2 separate regions of the Mus musculus genome follow, and region 2 is linked to region 1. Evidence: chromatin contacts called from public HiChIP or PLAC-seq data. All regions are on one chromosome and are shown on one strand. The core of a region is the stretch at or near the end of the contact, and the rest is flanking DNA. Distances in the headings are between cores, read along the strand shown. Region 1 overlaps Slc44a2 (solute carrier family 44, member 2). Region 2 overlaps Dnm2 (dynamin 2).

Evidence for each region. HiChIP or PLAC-seq counts read pairs in DNA pulled down with a chosen protein or histone mark.
Region 2: a contact with region 1 is called in an H3K27ac HiChIP or PLAC-seq map of embryonic stem cells, with 10 read pairs. The contact joins two enhancer-like sites. A contact is called at or near these places in 2 of 39 promoter capture datasets (embryonic stem cells and macrophages), 2 of 484 Hi-C or Micro-C datasets (CD8 central memory T cells and double positive thymocytes), 11 of 115 datasets of contacts at active chromatin or transcription factors (the 230-238 cell line, the HPC-7 cell line, the SCID.adh cell line and 6 more) and 3 of 9 other capture datasets (adipose tissue, liver and pancreatic islet).

What each region holds. Positions count from the first base shown.
Region 1 is chr9:21,351,247-21,357,112 of GRCm38.p6, reverse strand. Slc44a2 (solute carrier family 44, member 2) reads right to left here. Exons shown (of 23, transcript NM_001359227.1): 21 at 4,562-4,646; 22 at 3,941-4,112; 23 at 2,085-3,431. The coding sequence ends at 3,988. Among named protein-coding and RNA genes, the nearest start is that of Ilf3, 14 kb to the left of the region's middle. Within about 2 kb of position 3,597, at least 76 of the 459 cell types and tissues checked have an H3K27ac peak or open chromatin away from gene starts, as enhancers often do. A contact at or near this core is called in adipose tissue and embryonic stem cells, where this site is marked.
Region 2 is chr9:21,443,752-21,449,617 of GRCm38.p6, reverse strand. All of the region lies in intron 1 of Dnm2 (dynamin 2), which reads right to left. Among named protein-coding and RNA genes, the nearest start is that of Gm46104, 19 kb to the left of the region's middle. Within about 2 kb of position 3,122, at least 23 of the 459 cell types and tissues checked have an H3K27ac peak or open chromatin away from gene starts, as enhancers often do. A contact at or near this core is called in adipose tissue and embryonic stem cells, where this site is marked.

The DNA of each region.
Region 1 (5,866 bases), core at 2,348-4,847:
ACATCATATGTAGACAGAATACCTGTACAAATAAAAAAACATTTCTTAATAACTTTTTAAATTATATGAACATTGGTGTTTTGTTCACATGTATGTGTATGAAGGTGTCAGATGCCCTGGAACTGGAGTTACAGATAGTTGTGAGCTGCTATGTGGGTGCTGGAAATTGAACCTGGGCCCTCTGCAAGAGCAGACAGTGCTTTTAACCTCTGAGCTGTCTCTCCAGCTCTGGATTTGTTTGTTTGTTGCTTGTATTTTGAGACAGGATTTCTCAATATAACCAACCCTGGCTGTCCTGGAAATCACTTTGTAGACCAGGCTGGCCTTGAACTCACAGAGCTCTGCCTGCCTCTGCCTCTGGAGTGCTGGGATTAAAGGCCTTCACCATCACATCCAGCTTAGGTTTTTTTTTTTTTTTTTTTTTTTTTTTTTGATACAGGGTTTCTCTGTGTAGCCCTGGCTGTCCTGGAACTCACTTTGTAGACCAGGCTGGCCTCAAACTCAGAAATCCACCTGCCTCTGCCTCCTGAGTGCTGGGATTAAAGGCATGCACCACCACACCTGGCCTAGTTTTTTTTTAAAGATTTATTTATTTATTTATTATATGTAAGTACACTGCAGCTGTGTTCAGATGTACCAGAAGAGGGAGTCAGATCTCCTTATGGATAGTTGTGAGCCACCATGTGGTTGCTGGGACTTGAACTCAGGACCTTTAGAAGAGCAATCGGGTGCTCTTACCTGCTGAGCCATCTCACCAGCTTTTTAAAAAAATTTTTTTTTTTGGTTTTCTTGAGACAGGGTTTCTCTGTGTAGCCCTGGCTGTCCTGGTACTCACTTTGTAGACCAGGCTGGCCTCAAACTCAGAAATCCACCTGCCTCTGCCTCCTGAGTGCTGGGATTAAAGGTGTGTGCCACCACGCCCGGCTAAAAATATTTTTAAAATATCAAGGTCAGCCTGGTCTACAGAGTGATTTCCAGGATAGGAAGGGCTGTTACACCGAGAAATCCTGTCTTGAAAAAAAAACCTTAAAAGTACTTGTGTTTGTATTTGCATGTGGGTGTCCAAGACGACCAATGTGTCAGTTCCCCTGGAGCTGAAGTTACAGGAGGTTGTGATTTGGCTGATGAAGAACCTGGGAACCAATCTGGTCCTCTGTGGAGCAGAGAACACATAGAGCCGCTGAGCCCTCTCTCCAGCCTCTGTATCATTATTATTATTTTTTCGAGACAGGGTTTCTCTGTGTAGCCCTGGCTGTCCTGGAACTCACTTTGTAGACCAGGTTAGCCTCAAATTCAGAAATCCGCCTGCCTCTGCCTCCAGAGTGCTGGGATTAAAGGTGTGCGCCACCACTGCCCGGCTGTTATTATTATTATTGTATCACCATCATTTGCTATTTTGAATATGTAAGTGCCATTCAGGTGCTGGGCCCTGAACCCATTCCTCTTCATAGCTGAGCCTTCTTTCCTTCTCCACTTGCAGCTTTAAAAAGAAGCAAAAACAACATAAAAACAAATTGGAGGGGGGGGAGCTCACAAGTGTCTTAGGTCCGGAGCACCCTAAGTCCTCTCCTGGTCTCTGATACCAAGGAGGCACGGGCATTGTGCACAGATGCACATGCAGACAAAAATGTCCAAAAGCATAAAAAATGTAAACAATAACTGTATCCTGATCTTGCAGAGGAACCAATTGACTTCAGCCCTGAAAGGGGGGCTCACAACACCCTAAGTCCAGCTCCAGCAGCTCCAATGCCAGCCGTTCGTCTCCATGGAGCTGCATCCACGTGGGGCACACTCACCCAGAAATTACAGAATAGACTAAAGTAATACTAGCTATCCTCGACTGTGAGACCTCAGGCTCGGGTGCTGGCGCAGGGTCTGTGTCCAGGGCAGTTACTGAGGGGCAGGAGAGGCAGTGGCTGTTTCTGGATTCTAGGAATCAGTTCCTACTCTGAAGCTTCTGTTCACCAGGGTCCTACGGGACAACAGAAGCTGCAGAGCAAGCTTGGGAGGTAAGCTCCAGGCTGGCTCTCTCCCTCCTTCCCTTCCAGCAGCATCCCACACTCCTATTAAGCATACCAGGTCAGTCTCTGTACAAGAGGCACTTTATTAACTGGCCGGAATGCAATTACATAAGCACAGGGCTGGGCATACAAGAGGGTGGGTTGGGATGGCACACAAGGCAGGCACAGGAAACCTTGGGACCTCAGGCTGGGAGCGGTGTCTCCAAGATCCTGCTATCTTACGGATGGCCAAAGTAGGGGTGAGGGGCGGGCCTTAGCATACGGTAGGTAAAGTGAAGAACCAGTCTACTGGCTCCCAAGATCAAGAAGTTTGGCAAACAGATTCTCTAGTTTCAAGTGAAAGAAACCAGATAGGCCTAGTTAATTTGGAATATAGAACACACCCACACCTCAGTCCCTGAAACCATCCCTTGGGTGAACTTAAGTTTCTCATCTCTTACAAAGAGAGCAGTGTGCATTACTGGCAGAAAAAGGGCTGGGGAGACAGGCCCTATTTTCATTCATTTTCCAACCTCAAGTTTTCCATTTAGAAGTCATCAGTCAAAGCAACTCTGTAGGGTCTAAGTACAGAGGCCTGCTTTCCACAACTACTCCCAACCACCAGCAGCAACACCAATCGTTCCTCACACAGGGCCCTCCTCGCAGATGCTGTCTGTTTATCCAGAAGACTCCTCCAGTTCTGGGTGCACACTTCTTCCTGTGACCATAGCCAGCCCACGCTGGAGGTGGGGTTACATATGAAGGCACTCTTGGTGGCTCCATCCAGTTCTGGAGCCTGATGGAAGAGAAGCAGGTAGATCCCTTACTGTCTGCCTAGGCTACAAAGGACTAAGAGTGAGACGTGTATTTGCTGGCCCTTAGGTACATCAGCTATGGAGATCCAATTCTGTCCCCGCTGGGGAGCTTGGCGCTAGTGTTCGCTGAGCTGACTTGCCCACTCTCATCCAGTCTTTCCCTCTTGGCCAGAAGGGTTACTGAAATACAAAGAAGCTTGCTGCAGACATCCTAGGGCCATCTCCCATCCTCGACTTCAAGTTACTTCACCATATTGGCACCATCTGAGCCAGTAAGAGCTGGAGAGATCCATTCTGTCCCATCTTCCAGGGCTGCACTGAAAACTCCCAAGTGCCCTTTGGCATAGGAAAGAGATGCCCCAGTCCTCTAGGTTCCTGGAAATGGGAACTCGGGGAGGGTGCAGAGAGGCAGTGATGTGTTAGGCAAGTCTGATGAGCTGGGGACTCTGACCCAGCTGCACAGCAAGCACCTATCCCGGCGTCCTGAGAGGGCTGGGAGGCAGGTGTCTTTAGGATTCTGCTACTTTCTTGTTGGTTTTATTCAAGAGTTTCTTGAGAGTGGAAGACATGAAGTAAGGCCTCTCGGCTGAACCGTCATTTCTCTCCAGATCCTCCACTGTGGACAGAGCCCCAAAGCAGGTAACATGAGAGGGAGTCAACAGGCAGGTGTGGGGGCTAGGGGTGGGGAGCAGGGAAGGGAAGGGAGGGCTATAGAAAAGCCTCAGGGTTAGAAAGCAACAAACAGGAGAACAGGGCGTGGCAGCAAAGGCCTGTTATCCAAGGTATTTAAGAAGCTGAAACAAGCCAGGCTCAAGGGCTGCTTTCACTACCTTAAGTCCCAGGCCAGCCTGGGCAACTGAGAGAGAGAGACAGACAATGTCTCAAAATACAAAATCAACAAGGCTAGGGGCATAGTTTCGTGGTAGAGCACTCGCCCAGAATCCCCCAGGGAGGGCCTGGGGGAGGGGCTCAGTGGCTGAGCCCCTGCCTAAATGCTCCAGTGAGGGGATGGGCTTAGGACTCAGGGAGAGGATGACTGCCTGGTTTTGGAACAAGGGGTAAGGAATGACTGCAGGAGCCCCACATGTTCCCAGTCAAAGAAGCGCCGCTGTCACATGCACAAACCCGGTCTCCAGAGGCCCCCTGGCCAGCTTGCCCGGCTCCCTCACTGTCTACTCCTCCTCCACTTCCTCCTGCTTGCCCTCCTGCGGATTCCCCTTCAATAGGATGCCTCTCAGCTCAGGCGACATGAAGTAGGGTCGCTCCTGAGAGCCGTCATTCCTCTCAAGGTCCTCACCTGGGCCCCCCGGGAACCAGCAGGGGGTGGAAAGTGGGGTGGTCAGGAAAGGAGGGGGTTGGAAAAGGGAGGCAGAAGAAAAAATGGAAAAGAAGCCAGCAGGCATGGGGGAGAAGGGGAGGAGGGAGAAAAAAGACACGTGGAGACCAGAGTTAGTGGCAGCCATGGACCCTGTGCTAGTCCCCAACAAAGCCAGAAATTTTAAAGCCACAGACCCAGGGGACAGAGTGTTCCAGCTACATCTCGGTGGCAGGGGTGTGGGGAACAGTTAGCTTGAAGCGCAGTGAGGAAGCCAGAAAGGCATGCATGGGCCTGGAAGGGACACCTCCAGCCCCGGGGAACTCTGGGGTGAGGGTGGCTTTGTGCTTTCATTGGAGGGAGGCATTTCCTGTCCTCTGGGGAAAAGGAAGTCAGGGTCCCTGGTGGGCTGAGATAAAGGGGCCACTCACAGAAACAGAGGAACAGCGTGTCCACGCACATGCCATAGACGCTGAAGAAGCCGTGCGCGATCAAGTAGGAGCCAATGATCACTGTCTGTTCAGGAGAAAACATCTTGTTCCAGCCTGGCTCAGGTGAAGAGCAACCCCGTCCCATCACTGTCCTCCCTAGGCTAAGAAACCTCTCCCTCTCATGAGCCAAGAGGCTGTCTGCCATTATAGAACTCATGGCAATCCTCCTGCCTCATCTTTAGAACATCTTTTTACCTTTTACAAAAGATTTGTGTGAGTGTGTTGCTAGCGTGTTTATATGGGTAGCATGTGTGTGCCTGATAACCATGAACATCAGAAGTTGCCAGACCCCCTGGGGCTGGGGTTGAGAAGGGCTGTGGGGCACTATATGGGTGCTGGGAACTGAACCCAGGTCCTCTGCAAGAATAACAGTGCTCTTAACTGCTGAGCCATTTCTCCAGCCCTAAAAGCATGGTTTACGCCTTTAATCCCAACACCTGGAAACAGAATGCTCAAGACCAGCCTGGTCTACATAGAGTTCCAAACCAGCCAGGGCTACATAGTGAGATAGTGAGATCCAATCTCAAAAAAAAAAAAAAAAAAAAAAAAAAAAAAAAAAAAAATCACTTATTTTACTTATCATGTCAATATGGCCATGAGTAAATCTTTTCCTATTTTCCGTCATGTTTACTTTTGATTATATGTACGTGCACAGGTATCCAGATCACCTGGAACTGGAATTAGAGTCTAGTGCAGTTGCTGGGAACTGACATGAGTCTGTAGTAAGACCATCACCCTCTTACTGTACTGCATGGTCCCTTCTCTAGCCTTAGCCTTCAGTGGGCTGTTATGGGTCAGTGCACAGCTCAGTCCACTTGGCTGTTGGTGTGTGTGAAGGCCAGGTCAGTATCGGATATCATCTCTCGCCACCTTAGTTTAAATGTTTGTTTTAATATCTACATTACATTTCATGGTAACATACACACCCCACAGTACGCTATGGAGTCAGAAGAGAACTGCGGCAGGTGACTCTCTCCACCCACCATGTGGGTCCAGAGGACGGCACTCATGTCTCCAGGCTTGGCGAGTTTCTGAGCCTCCTTGCTGGACCCTCGCCTTAGTTTTAGGAGATAAACTGCTATTCAGTGATTGGCTAGAAAGTTTGGCAGTGTGCTCTGGGGATCTGCCCAGTACTGGAGTTCTCCATGTGCACCACTGTGCTGTGTATGGGGATTTGCCCAGTACTGGAGGTATTGCACCACCGTGCTGTGTATGTACTGTGGCAGGAATTTATGATCCTCACCT
Region 2 (5,866 bases), core at 1,873-4,372, 93 kb before region 1:
TCTTGCACTCAGGAGGCAGGATTACTGTTAGTTAAAGACCAGCCTGGGCTGTATGAGACTCTATCTCAAACAAAACAAAAGTTATGTTGCAGTCTCCAAGGTGATGCGAATTCCAGGTGATTGCAGATCAATTTATAACTTTATAACAGGCAAATATCTGACCTGTCATCATCCAGTTGTATCGAATAGCTAAAAACATTTTACAGAATGACAGGGAAGCTGTCTGACCTGTGGCGCCATGGCTCTCAACTCCGCCCTTTCAGGGCCCTTGATGTCTCAGACCTGCTCGTGGAAGAGCTGTGTCCATGTCTAGCCCTGCCCTGTGTCCTTGGCAGAAGACTTTTGTATCGTGGGCCAGGTGCTGTGCTGTGTAAAAGGCAGCGTAAGGGAGGAACTGAGAGCGATCGCCATTTCTGTGGCAGCTTCTGTGTTAGATGGCTGGTGGATGTGGATTCCCAACTCTATGGGTTCAACTGTTCCCTAGGGAGGACCACCAGAACATTCCATAGCCATTCACCTCACAGGCTGACCCCTTTGCAGACGCTCCTCTGACAGCTGCCCTGCTCCCCCCCCCCCTTGTCTCTGGATTTTTGTCCTCCAGTAGCAATCACACGTCCTTCTTGCCTCCCAGTTCTGAAGTAACCTACCTGTCAGTTCCACAAGGACAGGGAACCATGTCCCAGTACTGTCTGGCACTCAGCGGGCAATGTGTTTGCCTGAGTTCCATCACCAGAACTTCATAAAATAAGTATGGCAGCACACGCATTTCATCCCAGCACTCAGATGGAGACAAGAAGATCAGTAGTCGTCATCCTTAGCTACAAACTGAGTTTGAGACCAACCTAGGCTACATGAACCCATTCCAAAACAAAAAACAAACAAACACCTGCTAATAAATGGCCTGTATAGGGTACACACACCCCACAGGAGCTGGCCTGACTATGAACAAGGGACTCTTGCTGTACTCCCAAGAGGCTTATCCTGTCCCCATTTTGTCTTTTGGTTGTCTAAAGTCTCAAAATGTAGCTCCAGCTGATCTGAACCCTGAATCCCCCTGACTTGGTATTCTGTACTAGAACGGCACATAACGGCTTTCTCTACTCACATCTGGTAGATAAGGAATCTGAAGCTTCAGGTTAAAGTAACTCAGACCAAAGCCACAGGTAAAAACCCCGAGCACTGAGACCCCCAGCTAAACTGCTGCAACCCTGCCCTCAGCTTTTGAGCACTGTCTGCTGATCCCCAGCACATCTGGGAGCCAGGGTAAGAAGACGCCAGTGAACTCTGAACACAGGAGGCCATTGCCGCTTCCTCCTGACACCAATTAAGAATATGGGTGGCCACGGGTAGAGTCTAAAGCCTGATGTTTCAGTCACAGGCTCTCCATGTGTGACCTGCACAAGGACATCACTGTCACAGTGTCTCCACCTGCAGATGGGGTCCTAACATGTGACCATGTCCTTAGGACACCAGTAGAAGCAGGCAGAGGTGGCACAGGAATCGAGGTGTGGTGTCGGCCATGTGCAGGGTGCTGTCACAAAGGCAATGAATGGTGTGGGGGCTGGGGGGGGATGTCAACTCCAAGAACCACAAGAAGCACATGCCCTTCTCCTTGGCACCCCTGTGAGGACATCAGCACAGCCTTTCCTGTCAGGTGACTCAACACCACCTTAAACCTGCTTCCTCCTCAACTGTCACCTGCTTCCTTCAGGTCCTTCAGCTCACACAAGTCTGGTGACCCTCAGGCACTGTCAGGAGAATGACAACCAAGAACAACCAGAAGTCCAGGTAAGACAGTGATGAGAGATAGTGGGTGAGGCAAAGTCAAGGAATGCCATGTGATATGTCAAAGAACTGGCCAGGGAATTAGGTAATGCAATCGGTGTGGATGTCTTTTGCTTGTGTGTGGGTGATGTGAGAGTGCACGTGTGTACCTGAGCACACGGACTCAGGCTGAGGTCGGTGTCTTCCTCCACTGCCCTCCACCGTATTTACTGAGGAGGTGTCTGTCTCTCCTGAATACAGAGATTGTAGGTCTGCTCATCTAGCCAGTCAGCGTCTTCAGGGACTTCCTACCTGCGTGTCCCTCCTAATGAAAGCAGGCAACTACACCTACGCAGATATTCATGCAAGCTCTGAAGGCCCAAAGTCTGCTCCTCTGGCTTGCATGGACAATGACAATCTTTTCAGTAATTGACAAATGGCCAGGAAGAGTAACACACACCTAGGATGCCTGTATTCCAGAGGAATATGGCAAAAATAGTTTAAGTCCAGATTAGCCTAGGTTATATAGAGAGACAGCCTGACTACTACCCCCCCCCACACACACACACACAAAAGGTGGGTGGGATTAGGCTGGAGAGCTAGCTCAGCAGTTAAGAGGAGCCGGGTTTGATTCACAGCACCCATACCACCTGTAACTCTAGTTCCAAGGACACCCAGCACACTCTATTGGTCTCCTCAGACACGGACATGCATGTGCTATACATACACATATGCAGGCAAAAACTCATATACACAAAATTTTAAAATCCTGTTTTGGAGGGAGTGGGGTTCAAGACAGGGATTCTCTGTGTAGCCCTGGCTGTCCTGGAACTCTCTTCATAGACGAGGTTGTCCTCAAACTCATAGATCCGCCTGCCTCTGCCTCCCGAGTGCTGTGATTAAAGGCAAGTGCCACCACTGCCCAGCTTAACAAATTTTTTTTTCCTTTAAAGAAACAAATGAGGTTGGCACACACCTTTATCATAGCACTCAAAAAACATAGACAGGTAGATCTCTGTGAGTTCCAGGCCAGCCAGAGGGAAGCAGTGAGACCCTGTCTATCCCCCACTCCCTGGCAATAAAGAGGAAAGAAACTGGAATGACGGATGAGTAGACATCAAGAGTATTCAGAGTGAATACCACCCAAAGCAACAAGGCAGAAAGAAAGCCTTGTGCCCAAATCCAGAAGCAGCAGCCCACTCTCTGGGCTTTGTCTACTTTTCCTCCTTTCCCTTCAAGATGGGCTAGAATTCAGGGCCTTTCACACACCAAACTAGTCCTTGCCCACTCGGACATCTTCCCAACCCTCAAAGGCACAGAGAACATTCTCCAAAAGAGACTGCGTGCTCAGCTGTGGCAGAGAGCGGCGGGCTCGAGGGGAGGGAAATGTGTTCCCTAGCCTCAGCAGAAAGCTAAGGAAGAACTAAGACAGAGGGAATTGAGGAAATGCCAATAAATGTGGCCAGCGTCAGCAGTGCTATGCCTGATGGCTACAGAAGAATTAAAAGCAAACAGACCAAAGCCTCAAGGCCTGGGGTTCCAAAGGTAAAATGCCCCCCTAGGATACAGGAAGCCCTGGGTCCTATCCCTCGCCCCACCTAAGCCAGGCAGGGCAGTGCACACCTGCAATCCCAGCACTGCACAGGGGAGTAGAGGTAGGGGAGGCAGGAGTTCAAGGTCATCTTTGCATAGACATTGAATTGGAGGTCAACTTGGTTCTGTTTTTTAAAAAGTGGGGGCGGGGGGGCTTGGGGCGCTGAGAGGAGAGGAAAGATCCAAAATTTCCCAAAGAAAAAAGACTCAGATTGCTAAGATTTGGAATAAATGTAGTAATATCACAACCAAATGGAAAAAAAAAAAGGAAGAGGGGCTGTCAAGACAGCTCAGTAGGTAAGCAAGCTTGCTGTGCAAGTCAGAAACCTGAGTGTGATCCAGAAGCAATATAAAGATGGAGAGCTAACTCTAAAGCTGCCCTCTGTCCTCCATGTACATACACTCCTACACATAGCACACTCACACACACATACGCACACACGCACTCACACACTAGCACACACACAAATCATGAATGAATGAACTAATATTTGTAAACATTTGTATATTTTTGAGACAAGGCCTCACTCTGTAGCCTACCTAGTCTGGAGCCACTATGTAGACCAGGTTCATCTTGAACTCACAGAGATCTACCTGTCTCTGACTCCATCACACCCAGCTAAGATCTGTTGTATTTTTATTTTATGTGCAAGAGAGTTTGCCTGCATGTATGAATGTGCACCATATGTATGCAGTGCCCTCAGAGACCACATGAGGGTGTCAGATCTCCAGGAACTAGAGTTACAGAGGACTGTGAGCTGCCAACTGGGTGGTGGGAAGAGAACCAGGTCCTCTTAAAGAACAAGTGCCATTAACCATCTCTTCAGTCTCATAAAATATTATCTGAAAAAGACTAAAAGGACAGCATGGGCGAAATTGAAAACCCTGGAGGAAAAAAATTACAAAGAAACCAAAAGGCTGAACATGGTGAAGTCTCTGGAGGCGTAAAGGGAATAAAGGGCCTGAATTAAGTGTTCAAAAGCTTCCCTGCAGAGGGCGGTGGTGGCGCTGTCTTTAATCTTAGCACTCCGGAGGCAGAGGCAGGCAGATTTCTGAGTTCAAGGCCAGTCTGGTCTACAAAGTGAGTTCCAGGACAGCCAAGGCTACAGAGAGAAACCCTGTCTCGAAAAAACAAACAAACAAAAAAAATTACTAAAAAAGCTTCCCTCCAAAAAGCCCAGAGGCAGCAACTTCATGGTAGATTGTAAGAGACCCTGAAGAGAAGGAGCATCAGCTCTTCAGAGACTCTCCCACAGAATGGACTGGAGGGCACACTTCTGAGCTCACCCTGCAAGGCCAGCATTCTTCACCCGACTCAGGAAGTCAGACGGAAGCATCAAACAGTTCCCTTCCTCCTGGAAGCTGTGAGCGTAAAAGGGAGTTTTGTGCCAGAGGAGACAGGGAGGCCCGGGGCATATCACAGGCTATGGCTGCTGCACTTGGTCACCCAGCAGAGCTAAAGGGTTAGCCCCACCTCTGAAGACACCACACTCTAATGGACAGCTGTTGCCTCTGAGAAAAGAAAGCCATCAGTGGTCCTTCTGGCTGTGGCCCACAGGCCACCAGAACAACCTGTCTGGAAAGAGATGTCCACTGGCACAGCAATGATATCAGGATTATTACTGGGGTAAACTAACCACAGGACATCCACTCTACAGGAAGAAACTCAATGCTGGTTCTGTAAAGCTGGCCAAAAGCTGGTGGTTAGAGAGCTCCAGGATTTGCGGGAGAATTGACTACAGGTTTTTTGTCTGTTTGTTTGTTTTGGGGGGAGGGGTTGGTTGTTTGTTTCTTTGGTTTCTGTTTGTTTGTTTGTTTGATTGTTTTTGGTTTGTTTTTGTTTTTTCAAGACAGGGTTTCTCTGTGTTGCCATGGCTGTGCTGAACTCACTTTGTAGACCAGGCTGGCCTCGAACTCAGAAATCCGCCTGCCTCTGCCTCCCAAGTGCTGGGATTAAAGATGTGCACCACCATAGCCCAGCATGTTTCTTTGTTTAAATAGGGTCTCTCTATGTAGTACTGGAACGGTAATTGTAATCAGGGTGGCCATGAACTCAGAGATCTCGTGTCTGTCTCCTGAGTGTGGGGATTAAAGGCATGCTCCGCCATGCCCAGCTGAACCTACCCCTGTTAACTGACAAACTGTTCTAAGTGCTAAAGTTTATAACTATTGATTCAGGCTGCTCTCAATCTCTCTCAGAAAAGCCTCTGCAGTGAGCAACACTTCATGTGGACATGATCAATATGGAAGAGTGACCGCAGGGTGCTCGGGACAGATCTGAACAGGACAGCTGTATCAATGCTTCCAATGTTTCAAGAAACATTTGGAATCAGGAACAGAAAGCTGTTAAGAGGGCCAGGCGTAGTGGTGCACGTCTTTAATCCCAGCACTCGGGAGGCAGAGGCAGGCAGATTTCTGAGTTCACGGCCAGCCTGGTCTACAGAGTGAGTTCCAGGACAGCCAGGGCTATACAGAGAAACCCTGTCTTGAAAAACCAAAAAAAAAAAAA